2 separate regions of the Mus musculus genome follow, and region 1 is linked to region 2. Evidence: chromatin contacts called from public HiChIP or PLAC-seq data. All regions are on one chromosome and are shown on one strand. The core of a region is the stretch at or near the end of the contact, and the rest is flanking DNA. Distances in the headings are between cores, read along the strand shown. Region 1 overlaps Akna (AT-hook transcription factor). Region 2 has its middle 19 kb from the start of Gm30699.

Evidence for each region. HiChIP or PLAC-seq counts read pairs in DNA pulled down with a chosen protein or histone mark.
Region 1: an H3K27ac HiChIP or PLAC-seq map of thymic regulatory T cells shows a contact between it and region 2, with 2.9 times the contacts expected there. The contact joins two enhancer-like sites. A contact is called at or near these places in 2 of 115 datasets of contacts at active chromatin or transcription factors (microglia and thymic regulatory T cells).

What each region holds. Positions count from the first base shown.
Region 1 is chr4:63,387,675-63,392,075 of GRCm38.p6, reverse strand. The region is part of intron 4 of Akna (AT-hook transcription factor); the gene reads left to right. It overlaps Aknaos (a long non-coding RNA gene), which reads right to left. Exons shown (of 4, transcript XR_003955426.1): 3 at 3,641-3,885; 4 at 1-3,400. Among named protein-coding and RNA genes, the nearest start is that of Gm52742, 5.4 kb to the left of the region's middle. Within about 2 kb of position 2,890, at least 122 of the 459 cell types and tissues checked have an H3K27ac peak or open chromatin away from gene starts, as enhancers often do. A contact at or near this core is called in thymic regulatory T cells, where this site is marked.
Region 2 is chr4:62,754,236-62,758,734 of GRCm38.p6, reverse strand. No RefSeq gene overlaps it. Among named protein-coding and RNA genes, the nearest start is that of Gm30699, 19 kb to the left of the region's middle. Within about 2 kb of position 1,959, at least 136 of the 459 cell types and tissues checked have an H3K27ac peak or open chromatin away from gene starts, as enhancers often do. A contact at or near this core is called in thymic regulatory T cells, where this site is marked.

The DNA.
Region 1 (4,401 bases), core at 1,641-4,140, 630 kb before region 2:
GGGCTTCAGGGAGGGGGTGGCGATTCTTAGAGAGATGGCCGACCCCAGAGTCTTAGAGAAAGATCACCGGCTCTGGGATCCTGAGGCTGTGTACTGGAGAATCCGTAGTCCTTGAATCACCACCAGGCCTCTCTCTGACCTTGGGCTATCTCTCTCACTGTTTGATGTCTTTGAGTGATGGAGCCTGGGGTACTAAAGAATGTCACCAGATGTTGTCTCCTTTTCTGTGCCTGGGGGCTGGGGGTATGACTACCGAGGTTGACTCCTGATCTCATTCTAGCCAGCTGGGTGACTTTCAGGCTGTAGCGCAGACTTTCTGCTCAATCTTTCTTTGGTGTCCCCTTTTTCCAGTGTCTTACTTTCACCTTTCTCCAGTGTCTCCCTCAAAACCTCCTCCTCTTATCCAACTGGAACTGAGCACCCCGTGTAGGACAGCCCCGTGTGGCACCGAAGGGATCAGCTCATCCACTCAGAACTGGGTAGCATAGCCCTCCACCAAGACCTGTCTCCAGAGGAGGCTGAGAACCCTGAATGGGGCGAGGCAGGAAGTGAGCCAATCAGCCCCTGGCACTTCCTGCTTTCCTCAGACCCTTGTTTGCTCAAACAGGCTGCAGAGAGGAGGCAGGACAGCTGCTGAATAAAGATGTACCTCCCTTCCCCCAGCTCTGGTTGTCCCCCTAGAAAGAGGACACCCCACCTTTCTGCAGAGTGCTTCCCACTCCGAGGTCCCCCGGTCATGTGCTGACCTCATGCCTTCAGCCACTTTTGGGGAACACGGGTGTAGTCTATCCTAGCAAGAAGTTGAAAAGGGCCTGCCTGTCTCCATGCCTGTGGCCCTGCCAGGTGCAGGCAGGACCCTTCCCACATGGTCTTCTAGACACATCTATTGGGTTACATCTGTGGGGCTGTGAGCAGACCTTTTGGAAGACAATAACTCCCACTGATGTCTTTAGGTGACCCAGAGCTCCGAGCATTGAGAGGGAGTCTGAGGACAGGCCTGGGGAGAGCTGCAGAGAGGGCTCCCAGGATAAACTGTAGGAGATGCTGGATGGTTCAGCCTCCCTCTGCTGCTCTCTGAAATGATAACTCTTTGGCCCAAGAAAAGAGTGAGTTCTGTTCGAGTGATTGCACTGAAAATGGCCCATAATTCCCTCCACCCCAGCCTCATTGCCATTTTGGGAGTAACTGGGGCACAGCTCAGGGTCCCAACTTGCAGGGGAGAACAGGGGATCAGGGCCCACAGATGCTTCAATTTCTGAGTTCCATGTTCTCTACCAGAAGATGTTCTCCACAAAGTCCACCTGAACGGACCTGAATTAGGAGAAACCTGAATGAGAGGTTCTGGATCCCATCGGCTTCCTGTCTCTCACAGGGATCTTTGAACATGACTTCTCTAGCACCTGCTGAGGCTCTGGCCAGAGCCCAGAACAATGTAGGGGGCAGGGCTGGGCCCACCCAAGAGGGAACCAGGCTGGAATACACCCTCTGTGGTGGGGAACTGGGAACCACAGTCCGATGGAACTGAGACCAACATCAGCTGAACCAGAATCCAGTCCCAGACTAAGGGTGTCCCCTCCACTTGCAGACAAAAGGCTAAGCTGTGAGTGTCCTAGAGCAAGTGTGAGACACAAAGGTGGCACGTCCCCGTGGATCTGTCTGTTCTTTGCAGATGGTATAGTTTCCTCAGGTCTGGGATCCCTAGATCTGGTCCAGCATGGTGTGTGGGACAAGCCTACAGACAGGCAGGCCATGGTGATAGGAGAATATCCACTGGTGATTCTGTTAACTGCTATCCTAAGTCATTTACAACTGGGCACAGAGATAACCTCTCTGTCACATAAAACCTAGCAGGGTCACACAAGGTAGAGGTGCCCGAGCTAGGTTTTGACCCTGAACACTGGCTGCAGGGCCCATGGCTCACTTACTCTGACAAAGCCAAGCCAGCAACGCTCACCGAATCTGCAGCCAGAAAAACTGCCAGGGAAGGCCGAGCTTAGATCTAGGAGCGTCTAGGAACCACACAGTCTGGGGAGCATGGGCTAGGGGACCAGGACTAATTAGGAGTCATGGGTGGGCTTTACTCTGTGTGCTGACTCTAGAATCTGTGGTGATGTCACCACTCGCTGTCCTATTGCGACTTCCTCCCAGCTCCTGTCTCGGCTTTAGGGGGATGTGAAACCGGTGAGGAGACAGAAGCCACCCTTAAAGGAATTGGGGATGATGTCAGCACCTTTCGTGAAGTGTGTTCTGCTGCCACTCTGGAGCAGAAGCTCCTGATGGGGTTCAGTGTATATGGGGGGGGGGGGGCGAGGGCGGCTGTGTTTTCTTCCCACCCCTTTTGCCCCATTCATAGAGCTCATTACCATTTTAAAGGCTTGAGACCCCATCTGTGCCCAGAATACTCATAGGTTTAACCCCATGTTTCCCAAACTCGCTGGTCCACCCTGCACAGAGTCCCTAGGGCTTCTGAGTGTCACTGCATGGCAGTGTCACTGTCTGTCCAGAATGGCAGGTCATGGCAGGCACAGGCCCTACGGCTCAGCAGTTGCTAAGTGCCCTCCCTACTCCCTACTTCCTCTGGATGGCCAGGGCCTCACAGTCCTGGGGCTCTGTCTCCCTCGTTTCCATCCTCTGTATCTGGAAGCTGCCAGGTTCCTGCTGCTCCTCAGGTGGGGCCTTGGCACAGTGGGCGGGGAACACAAGAGGGCAGGGCCACCCCTGGGATTTGGGTCACCTCAGGAAGAAAAGGGTGTTGATAGGCAGGCCCCCACAGGCGAAGCTGAGCAGATGGCCCAGAGGATTATGAAAATCCAGCTTTGTTCTCAGCTAGGGAGGCTCAGGCAGGGGGAGGCAGTGTCACCAAATTACACTTGAGACAGCCAGGCTTCAAAGAACAGCTTATGCAAAGGGGCTTCCTGTCTGAAGGCTGTGGAACTCCTAAGTCAGGCCTATCTTCAGCTGCTTAGTCCCGATCATGGGGTGGCAGAGAGCAGTCAGGATAGCCCACCTGAGCTCTTAAATGGGTAGTAAGGCATCATAGGAGTGTATCTTTTTTACTGGTCCACTTTCACGGTGGCCATATTCACATAAGGATAGGGAGGATGTTGAAGATACAGGGATGATGGTTAAGGTTACGGTAATGGTGAAGACTATGATGGTGCTGATGGGAGTGATGTGGTGATGGTACTATTGGTGTTGCGCTGACGACAGGGAGGATGGTGATGGTGGAGATGCTGGTGACTGTATTAGTTACTCTCTTATTGCTATGATAAGATACCATGACCAGCCAACATACAGAAGGAGGGAGTTAGGTGGGTTTATGGCTCAAGGGTCCATCACCATCACGGTGGAGAAGCACAGTTGGCAGTCTGAACAGCAAGCTGAGCGCTCACAGCATAAACTACAAGCAGAAAGCAGAGGGAGCAAACTGAGACTTGCGTGTGGCACTCGAAGCCTCAGCGCTCGCTCACCCCAGTGATACACTTCCTTCAGCAAGGCCACATCGCCTAGTCCTACCCCCCCCCCCCCCACCAAAATGCCACCAGCTGGGACCAAGTATTCAAATTCCAAAGCTATTGGGGACAGTCTCTTCCAGACGATCACAGTTCACAGTGCCAGGTGAGAGCTACCATTTACTTACACTGACTTCATGCACGGTGATGCCAACTGTGCCATCCACTCCAGAACTGAGGTGTATCATGACGGAGCCTGAGTCGGTGCCTGGCCTCTGACTTTGGAGCACACATTAAGCCAAGCAAGCCAGACTGAGTATTTTCAGCTGTGGTTTCCACAACCTCTGTCAGGGCCGGCCCAGCTTGGCTGCTACGGTGTGAAAGCTGCCATTGGTGGCACACGATGGCAGATGTGCCTGCAGCCAGGGAGCCCCTGGATACAAAAGCAGACCCTGGCTCCCCATCTGTGTTCACACCCCTGCTTGGAACCAGGATTCCCTCCTGCTGAGCTCCAGTGTATCCCCCCCCCCCATCAGCTGCCCCCCTCCCTACACACTTCCCACACCATCTTCAAGGTCAGAGCACAACTAGAAGGCTCTGTTTGTGCACGTAACATCTCCTTCCTTCATTCAGACAGCCATCTACTATTTACTGTTTATCATTATCAATGTAGTTATTATTGGAAATATTTCATTAAAACGTTAATGATTATCATATATGTGTTACACACATATAATAACCATCACTAGTAACCATTATTGTTACCAGTGTAAGAGCTAGCTGGTGATCTCTTGTGGCACTTAACTTCTGGGAGTCTAGGGCTCGTAGGGGCTCACAGAGACTGAAGCGTCAATCTCGGAGCCCGCATGGGCCTGTGCTAGGTCCTCTGCATATATGTTATGGTTGCTTAGCTTGGGTTTTTTGTGGGGCTCCTAAAAGTGGGAGTGGG
Region 2 (4,499 bases), core at 710-3,209:
CCCGGTTTTGTGAATAGGTAATGTGGGATCAATGAGAAGGGCGTGGTTTGATGCAGAAGACCTGGGCTTCACAGGGAGTTTGGTTGGTTGGGTTGGGTTGTCCACCACAGGGCCACACCGCTGCTTCCCTCAGTCCCTGAACAACACAGGAGAACACAGACAACAGGAAGTCGGCCTGTGCTGGAGCAAGAAGGAACCAGGGACAGAGATGGAGGAAAATACAGCTGGTCACTGGCTGGAAGTCTCCGAGCCATGTTTTGTTTTGTTTTGTTTTGTTTGTTTGTTTGTTTTTATTCAAAACCTACGACAGTTTTTCCTTCTGTCTTGCAGTAGGTTTTAAAAGTGATTTTTGAGTGGCTGTGTCTCATTTTCGTTGCTGTGGTAAGACATCCTGTCAGAAGCAGCATGTGGGGGCAAAGGGTTTGCCTTGGCTCACTGTTCCAGGTTATAGTTCATCACAGTGGGAAAGTCAGCAAAGACGTAAGGAAGCCAGTGACATCACATCCAAGAACAGACTGGGAATAAGTGTGCGCATGCCTGTGCTCACTCTCTACACGCTCTACACTTAGATAGTACAAGATTCCCCCACCCCCACCTAGGGGATGGTTTCACCCACAGTGGGCTGGGTCTTCCCACCTCAGCAATAAAGACAATCCCCCACAGACATGTTTACAGGCCATTCCATGATCTAGACAATCCCTCACTGAGACTCCCTTCCCAGGTGATTCTAAAACTCACCACCACACTGCCCTATTGTTCTAAAAACCTCATCTTTCCCTGAAATTGTCTTAGGACGCTGTGGTCTGTGATGTTTTTGACACAGGCACCTTAAGATTATAGGCACATCTGCCTGGAGTCTTCTAGAGACCTGACCTGAGGCTTGATGTGTGGAGAGGAGTTCCTGTGAATAGGATTCTGGGGGCCTGGGTTCTCCTGGGGCCTCTTCTGCCTGAGATGCTGTCGCTAAGCTATCTTTACCTTTGTCTCCTGCACTTACCCGCAAGGCGTTCACTTTCAGAGCTGCCATTGAATTTTATACCAGCCCGCAGGTGCTGAGCAGGAATCGTCACCCATTCTGAAGATGACAAAACTGAGCCCCAGAGACACAAAAGTGTCATCTGAGATACACACCGAGTTTTGGAAAGAAGCTTTCCTTATTTTTGGTTGCTGACTTCCAGTCTGAGCCAGAGGTGCCTTCCCTTTCCCAGTGAGAAGAGAGATAGCCTTCAGCAGAATGGCCCAGAACTGTGTAGTTCACAGGCACCAGGAGCCCGTGTGGCTTGGCCAGAGTCAAAGAGGAGGGGCTGCCTGCTGGCAGTACTTCACAGTCTCTGGAGGCAGAACTCTTGAGCTTTGGCCTCAGGGACCAGGTTGGTGGAAGGAGCAGTTCGGGGGTTCACTCCACTCCTGAAGCTGAAGAACAGCCTGGTATAGCTTGAGATGTGGAGGGACCTTGACAAGGAGTCAGGGCCCTACCTGGATTCAAGTGTGCTCTCAGCATAAGCACTGACTGGGGCAGGCAGGTCATGTGGATGAGGTGATGAGTGTCCCCTCCGGGAGGCATCCAGACAGAGGCTGACAGACTGTCATCTCTGGATCTCCGATGAGGTATGAACGGTGACATTAAGCCTCAGTAGCTCTTCTAACAGGAAACAGAGGCAAACCGCAAAGCTTCAGCCCCGGCCTCTCCCTCCAGCAATCCCAAGAATGTGGTTGAGGGCCCAGGGTTGGAGGCCATGCCCACAATCCCCCTGTGGCTTGGCAGGGAGCAGAGGGTCTCCCAAGGAGGAGATAAGCACTGAAGTAAGACTCGGGAAACTCTGCAGTGTTAATAGCAGGGCTGCACAGATTCTGTGCACTTCTCTCTCAGCCATTCAAGAGAGTATCACTCTTCCTGTCTGGAGGGCTGGCTTCACATGTTGTCGTGAAACAGACGGGTGGAGAAGACATGCAGAGGAGACGGCTCAGTAAAATACATCAATGCAGACAGGCGGAGTTGAGCTCCCCACTCAGCCACATAAAAGCCAAGCACATAGGTGCATACTTGGGGTCCCAGTAAGGGAGGAGGGGAAAGACAGGAGGATCCTGGGCTAGCGGGCCAGCCAGTCTAGCCAATCAGCAAACTTTAGATCCTTCGAGGGACTTTGTCTCAGAAAATAATGTGAAGAGAAATTAAAGAAGACACTCATTGTTGACCTCTGGCCTCTACAGGCAAGCATAAGCATATACATGTGTGTGCACACACATGTGTGCCCGGACACACACACACACACACACACACACACACAGAGAGAGAGAGAGAGAGAGAGAGAGAGAGAGCAGACCCATGAATACATGATGTGCAGTCTGTCCAGCACTCAGAACAGAAAAGTGTCATAGGCAATAGCAAAACTAAAGGATCCTGGGGACACACTAGTGGGACAAAGAAGTTTCCAGAAAAGGCTGAGCAGAAATGAACAGCAGCCAAGCAGGATGTCCCTCAGCACTCTCTAAAACTAAAGCCATGAACAAGTGAAGCTCAGCTGAGAAACAGCCCAGGCATCCCCCGGCTCACCTGCCTGTCACAGCAACCTGTCCTGAACCCTGGAGCCTGAGATGAGGTCCAGGGTCAGCAGGCAGGGAAAATGGTGAGTATCACCAAGATGGCTACAGCCATGTCAGGTTGAGTCACCCCACTTGCCGTAGCATGTCCTCATCCTAGCTCCTCCCTGGGCCTCAGTTTCCCCATGTGAAAAAATGTAGAAGAGACCGGATGTTGATTTCTAACCACGGTTGGCTTAGAACCAGTTTCAGAGTACACAGAGAAAATTGAAGCTATTTCTTCTTTCTGGGGCCAAGTGCACTAAAACACTGGGGTCTGAGTGAGGGAGTGAGTCTGAGTCCCACCCACCCTAAGTCCCTCTCACCATCTGAGCATCCCCCCCACTCCAAGCCCCAGGGCTCCAGATGTGGAGCTCCTCTGGGCCCACAGCCAGACACGCCCACACATCTGCTTCCAATCAGCATCCTGTCAGCCATCTGCCAAGGCCTTGGCCCACAGCCTTGAAGGCTCGCAGGGGCCTGGAGAGGGCTGCATGGTGCCAGTTACCAAGGAGACAGAGGCCTGGGGTGGGGGGCACTGGGTCCTCCCATATGGTTTTTGCCTAGTTCTCCTGAAACCATGTTTCCTCTCAGCCTAGACCCCCACAGGCCACCTGCTTCCTTGACCCTATGAACCAGGGCCCTCATAGGGGGTGAGGAGGTGTGAAAAAAAGACCCAGGAATAGACACAGAAGACAGGAACCCAGAGGTGTGGCCAACCCTTGGCTGCAAGTGCGAGTCCGGAGGCAAGAAAGCCACTCAAATTTACTTGACTGCTTCCTACTAGTATAACCTAGGCACAGCCCTCCTGAATCCTGGCTCCTGACTGCAGTGGGGATTTGTCAAATCACATCATGAGAATGACAAAGCCAACCTACGCCAAATGCCTTATGCACTGTTGCATTCCAGAACACAGTAGGTGCTGCTATTATTCCTCTCGTGGGCAAAAATAAAGGCAGTCCCTATTACTCTTACTCAACAGTTCCCACTGTAGCCAGTGGAAGGTTTGGGGGGATTCCTACACAGGGTGAATTGGAAGTCCCATGGGCACTGAGCAAGTAGAGGAAAACTGGAAGAGAAGTAGGAATGTGGCCTGCTCTGCCAGCCCCACCTACCAGCCTCAGTTCCTCGATTCCAAGGGCTCAAACCCCATAGGCTGGGCTGTGTGTTCTGAGACTCTAGCAGCCATTTCTCTAGGGGGCCATCTGGAAGTCTATTTCAGTACAGAAGGGCAGTGAAGGGAGGTCAGGGTGGCCTAGCCTCACTAGCAGGACAGCGTGACTACCCAGCTGTGGCCACTAGGTTAGCCGGTTCTCAACCAGCCCTGTGAACTTCATTCTAATAGTGAGGGTACCCTGGGGGTGCTGTGCTGTGCTTGTTAATTTGGAGTGTTTTATTTGTGTGTGGCGGGTGGTTTGGGGAGGGGTTGTTTGGTTTTGTTGTCAACTTGACACAAATTAGTGTCATCTGGGGAGAAGGGAAGATGAGGCACTGTCTCCATTAGATTGGCCTGCGGGCAAGTCTGTGGAGGCATTTTCTTGGTCTGTGATTGATGTGGGAGAGCCTAGGTCCCTGTAGGTGGTGCCACCCCTGGGCAGGTGGTCTAAGAAAGCAAGCTGAGCCAGCCAGTGGGTAGCTTTCCTCTGTGGCTCCTGCCTCTGCTCTTGCTTGAGTTCCTGTCCTGACATCCCTTAATGATTAAATGCGGACTGGGATCTATAAACCCATGAGCCCACTCCTCCCCAGGATGCTGTCGGCCACAGTCTATCACTGCAATAGAAAGCAAACTAGGGTGAAGTTCAGTGTAGGAGCTGTTCTCGATGCCGTAGCAACTCAAAAGGAAGACAATGGCCACAGATCTCAGCCCAGTCCATCCTCCTCCACAGCCATGACGCAGCCATAGGTGACACACGCATTTG